Regions from separate parts of the Zea mays genome. Here region 2 is linked to region 1. Evidence: chromatin contacts called from public Hi-C data. All regions are on one chromosome and are shown on one strand. Each heading gives the region's core, a stretch centred on a gene start, on an enhancer-like site or on the middle of the called end of the contact. The rest is flanking DNA. Distances are from core to core; before and after follow the strand shown. Region 1 holds the start of LOC100501241 (calmodulin-binding transcription activator 3). Region 2 holds the start of LOC100283512.

Region 1 (2,940 bases), core at 264-2,763:
AAAAAGTGCGACAAAAACCTCCAATCGAATACCAACACTCCCTTTGAGGCTCGGGGCTACTGTCGGGGACCATAATTAGAGGTACCCCCAAGACTCCTAAACTCGGCTGGTAACCACCATCAGCACAAAGCTGCAAAGGCCTGATGGGCGCAATTCAGGTCAAGGCTCCGTCCACTCAAGGGATGCGATCTCGCCTCGCCCGAGCCCAGCCTCGGACAGGAACAGTAGACCCAGGTGGATTCATGCCTCGCCCGAGGGCCTCCTCAAGCAACGGGCGCACCTTCGACTCGCCCCGAGGCCCAGCTCGGGCAGGCTTCGCGGAGAAGCAACCTTGGCCAGATCGCCACGCCAACCAACCGCATCGCAGGAGCATTCAATGCAAGGATCGCCTGACACCTTATCCTGACGCGCGTTCCACAGTCGATAGGGCCGAAGTGACTGCAGTCACTTCGCCTCTCCACTGACTGACCTGACAGGAAAACAACGCCGCCTGCCCTGCTCCGACTGCTGTGCCACCTGCCAGGGTGAAGCTGACAGCAGCCAAGTCCAGCCTCGGGCGCCATAGGAAGCTCCGCCTCGCCCGACCCCAGGGCTTAGACTCAACCTTGACCTCGGAATACGGTCTCCGCCTCGCTCGACCCTAGGGCTCGGACTCAACCTCGACCTCGGAAGACGGTCTCCGCCTCGTCCGACCCCAGGGCTCGGACTCGACCTCAACCTCGGAGGAGTCACCGCCTCGCCCGACCTCGGGCTCGGACCGACCACGCCGCAGGGGGGTACATCATTACCCTACCCCTAGCTAGCTCAGGCTACGGGGAACAAGACCGGCATCCCATCTGGCTCGCCCCGGTAAACAAGTAATGATGGCACCCCGCGTGCTCCATGACGACGGCGGCTTTCAGCCCCCTACGGAGGCAAGGAGACGTCAGCAAGGATCCAACAGCCCCGACAACTGTACTTCTACAGGGTCTAAGCGCTGCTCCGACGACCACGACATCACATGAACAGGGCAGCAACACCTCTCCGACAGCCACGTCGGCATGTACATAGGGCGCTGGCTCCTCTCTGCTAGACACGATAGCACATCGCTACACCCCCCATTGTACACCTGGGCCCTCTCCTTACATCTATAAAAGAAAGGTCCAGGGCCCTCGTACGAGAAGATGGCCGCGCGGGAGGACGGGCTGACGAACAAGGCTCTCTCTCTCCCTCGCGAACGCTTGTAACCCCTTACTGCAAGCGCATCCGCCCTGGGCGCAGGACAACACGAGCCGCAATTCTCCTTATTGTTCCCCCTTGTGTTTCGTCTCGCGCCGACCCATCTAGGCTGGGATACGTCGGTCCAGGGACCCCCGGGGTCGAAACGCCGACAGAAATGATATTTTATGGTTGTAATGGTGTATAGGGAGAAAATATAGGGGAGAATCACTGCGGGAGATGAAAACATAAGAGATGAAATGTTGATGTGACGTAAAAAAATAATATATAAAAGAAAATTTAGAGTAAAGTGCTGCGAATAGCCTAACTGGCTGTCCCGCCTCTTTCAGTTTCAGGCGTTCAATCACTAGCGCGGTTATGCTCTGAGCTAAACCCTTGTAGCAGAGCGAACGAGGAAAAGTTCTCCGTTTCCACTTTCCTCCTTTCTCCACGCCCCGAACCTGCAGAAATCACCCTTTCCACCCCACCCCCCGCCGCTCGGATCCCCAGGCCAGCACGGCCTCCCCTCCTCCCCGGCCCGGTCCAGCGGGTTGCATGGTCCGCGGCCGCCGCTTGTGAGCCCGATCGATGGCCACGACGGAGGCGCGCCGCCTCGCGGTCGTGCCGCAGCTAGGTGAGCCGTCCCGTCCACTTCCCCTCCCCCGTGATCCCATGCGCTTTGTTTGCTCCTGATTCCTGAGGCGGGCGTGCTTCGATCTGATCTGAGTGCTTCGGTCAACGCTCCGGTCGTGGTCAATCGGGCAGCCGGGAGATGCGGGTGTCGCCAAGGCGGAAACATCTCTCCGCGTCGCTGGCGCGGGTCTGCGGGCTCTGGGCTTTCCTCGTAACTTATCGGGACTATGGATGTTTGTTACTTTGTATTGGCGTCGGGACTCTGGGTGTTTGTTACTTCGTGCTGATGCCGGCACGGAGGCGTCGGTATGTCAGCCCTGCGGTCGCTGCGGGGCAGGGAGGTCTTTGTGAGAGCTTCCTCGTTCAGGGTTTGTGTGCTTCTCGTAGGGAATCACTGCAAGCAATGGAGTATTTATCAAATACTTGCAGATAGTTACGCAGAGATTGGAGGCAAATTTGGGTGTTAAGCAAGTGTTTGGTAGTTTTGGTGCACTATGGCCGGGAGTTTGTGAGTAGGGGAGGGTCTTATCTATGCGCTCTCTAGTTGGATTTTTCCTGGCCCTCTGACAGCTCAGGGATGAGGAAAAATTGCTTGCTATTTGCTTTTGACAGCATCCATTCTCTGACCTGCTGGAGAATGTAGCGAGGTCAGGGTTGGTTATGTTATGAGGGTCTGTCCAACTGAATCGTGCAATACCGCGGTTTCGGTCGCTGTTTGCATTGCACTGCTTGGAATTTGGATCCCATGGTCATGATAGCCATTTTTGTTCATTGTTTCCAGTAACAGTGCCTCTTTTTGTCTGAAAGAGCCAAAGAGTTTCAACAACAATAACACCAATACCGCACCTTTTATCCCAAGCAACTTAGGTGGGCTAGGGCTAAAAATCCAATAGAACCCATAAATCAAGGTTCACATATATGGATAGTTGTTTTCCGTAAAATCCTATCAAAGCTAAATCTTTGGTTATATCTTATTATTTTAAGTCTCTGCTTCTTTCCATGTCAACTTTGGTCTTTCTCTTGCTCTCTTCTTATTGCTATCGTGCCTTAGGATTCCATTACGCAATGGTACCTCTGGAGGTCTTTGCTGGACATATCCAAATTATCTCA
Region 2 (3,063 bases), core at 45-2,544, 270 kb before region 1:
ATAACAGGGGGTTAAGAAGTGGTGGGTTCAGCACTCAAACAAGTTGCTGGAACGTTGTAACTGCCAAGGGTCTGTTTGGATTCTGTGGGCAAACAATAGAAGCTAAAAAATATCTCTAGACCATCCAAACATGAGGACTAATGGTTTGAGCAAACTTTTAGCCAAGTTCTTGGATAACTGTTAGTTCATTAGCCAAGTACAACTAACTAACAAGGGCTAATAGTTCATTGATATATATATGCACTTTTAGCCTAGATCCAAACATTCATAGTCTTAGCCGATCCAAAGACGCTTTGAACTAACAACACCTCCAATGCAACAATGGATCGATACAGGTAGCAATTGTGGATCAAATCCGTGGTTTTTACCTTTAGCACCGAACCACCAAACCTAAGTTGTACAGTACACAACAATTAATTGTTCATTATCAACCACGAAACATCTCAGCCAAGAAACTGCAGGTGAAAATAGTTGGCAAGTCCCTGCTTTACCTACCCTGATGTAATCTCTGATGAAACAGGACGGCATGAACCGCTGAGGGCGGCAGAAGGTGAGCCCCACCAACCTCCGGAGATCCTCCGGCCGCTGGGGCAGCAAAAGACTTGCAGCCTCGGCGATATCCTCAACGGCAAAGAGCCCCGCGGCCAGATCGGCCTCCTCGAGGCAAACACCGGCCGCGACTAGTACAAGCCGCTCCACCGCTGCCGGAAACGCGTGGGCGAGGTGGTATGCTACGAAGCCGCCGTAACTGACCCCGACGACGGCGTACCGCTGCGGGGCGCCAGGAAGCGCGGCCATAGCGGCGGCAACACAGGCAGCCTGATAGACCGGGGAGCGGTCTGCTGCGGGGGAGGATGAGGCGCCAAAGAAGACGAGGTCCGGGACATAGGGGGCCAGACCGGCAGCGAGGAGCGGGCCGAGGAAGGGCGCCCACTGCCAGGTGGCTTGTGCGCCGAAGCCGTGGAGAAGCAGAACAGGGTATAGGGGCTTGGCGGGGTCGGCGGCAGGAGGCGGGAGCCACAGGTGTACGACGGCGCCATCGGGGAGCGGAATGGCCGCCGGGCGGAGCCCCGCGGAGCGGAAGGAGCGAGTGTAGCAGCGGTCACGTGCGATAGTGGGACTGAGGCGGCACTTCCACCGTCGCCGACCGCCAGCAGCGGGGGTCAGCGATGCGGGCGGTGAGAGTGGGGGCATTTTGTTTGCCGGAGGCGGGAGATCTGGGAGGGCGCGTCCGTGCGTGCGGACTGCGGACTGCGGATGGACTGCGGACTGCGGAATGCCTCTATGTTTGGTGGGACCGTGGGACTAGTGGCTCTCTTGTAGTTGTAGTGTCTGGTACTAGTCGTTCTAAGTAGTGTCTGAGATATAGAGACCAAAAAAGACTAAATCATATATTTTTTCTTTCTTTTAGATCTTGTTTAGAAGGGACCTAGTTTTAAAAATATAGTTTCTATCTCTAGTTTCTAGAAACTGGTTTATAATAAACTAGTTAATGGTGTTTGAAATTACCTCAATTTTCATGAACTAGTTTTAGTTAGGCGACATTAGCTTCTTGGATTTTAAGAAACTAGAAATCCAGATTTTATAAACTGGTGCATAAATTGATATGTTTGGAACCACCCTAATTTTTATAAACCAGTTTATTAAAAACTGAACAGACCCTTAGTCTCTGTGTTTGATAATTTAGTGATTAAAAGTGACTATAAGGTAGAGACTAAATTTTAGTCCCATGAAACTAAACAAGCCATTTGTCACGTGAAATTCTAGCTCGACATCATTGCCATTTGTCACTTGCAAGGTCCACATGGATCGGTGCATTGGATGACCCACAAATCAGAAACCAAACTGTATTATTCGGCAAGGAAATCCTCCAACCCAGTTTTTTTGTGTATATATAAGAAGTTAAACATGTACAGAATATATAGTTTACAAAGCTTGCAAAGCACAAAGAAAAAGGAGAAAACCACTGGTGTAGGCTATCCCTCCAAATACTCAAATGCTCCTTGATGTAATGCTTGGCTTTGGTGGACAATAGTCCAAGCTCTTTTTGAAAGTTTATTCACAACAAAGAACATTACAAGTTTTATTTACAAAATGACTCCATTTCTTGATATCCAAATAATCCAATAAGTTATAGTCACAATTTTTCTAAGTATATGGTTACTAAAGAATGTTCTAGCTTCACTCATTATGTCTAGAGATTGAAGATTCTAAAAGAATTTGTGCAAGTAAGAACATCCATCTCTTGAACAATGATGCCCTACGACATCATTCTTTCTCCTGAGCAAGTAAGAGCCAAACGAAGAATTTATGCTTACCAAGGTTACATGATGAAGTATTTATCATAATAGCGTAAAGAAGTATTACTTTGTTACATCATGATGTCCGAAACATCCACATAGGTCATTAACTTAATAGAAATCAAAGTGCTAAAGTGAAACGCAGTAAAGATAAGGCCTTCACAGGCAGCTGACTGGTGGTTTGCCGCTAATCTAGTCTAGAACTCCTCAAAGTCTTGGAACTCCTGAAAGTCCTCCGTGTGGCTTTCATCTTCTCCTGGGCAGTGGTTGCAATGTGGACAACCTAGTGTTTTGTGTTTAAGAAATGGTGAGTACACATCAACATACTCAACAAATATCCCGTTTGGCTAAAGTGGACTAGCTTTTTGTGGGGTTAAGCTCAAAATAGTTGCTTTTTGTAATGCCCAAAATCTGTATAAGAAAAAAAAATTAATAATAACAAAATAAATATATGAAGAAATAAAATAGTAAATTCTGACATCGCAACGTATGCTTGAGCAATGAATGTTGAGGACTGAATTATGAAAACCAAGAACTATTTTAGAAAAGAAGTAATAGAAAAGTTTTCTTCAACTAAATGATTATGCATATCATTAAATGATGCATCATAAGCATTTATTTACATGAATATTTATTTTTGAAGTAACTTATAATTCTCATCCCACATTCAAAATGCTATTTTCCCTAAAAAGAAACTAACAATATGAGTATGTCATAATTAAAACATCTACCAAACGAATAAAACTAATTAAAATAAATATAT

What was found. A called contact is a pair of places that touch in the nucleus more often than the background predicts.
Region 2: a Hi-C map of leaf shows a contact between it and region 1, with 4 times the contacts expected there. The contact joins the promoter of LOC100283512 here to the promoter of LOC100501241 in region 1. A contact is called at or near these places in 3 of 25 Hi-C or Micro-C datasets (ear, leaf and tassel).

The regions. Positions count from the first base shown.
Region 1 is chr1:142,201,732-142,204,671 of Zm-B73-REFERENCE-NAM-5.0, reverse strand. LOC100501241 (calmodulin-binding transcription activator 3) reads left to right here and starts at 1,513. Exons shown (of 13, transcript XM_008661880.3): 1 at 1,513-1,831. The coding sequence starts at 1,786.
Region 2 is chr1:142,466,863-142,469,925 of Zm-B73-REFERENCE-NAM-5.0, reverse strand. LOC100283512 reads right to left here and starts at 1,294. Exons shown (of 5, transcript NM_001156412.2): 1 at 496-1,294. The coding sequence starts at 1,194.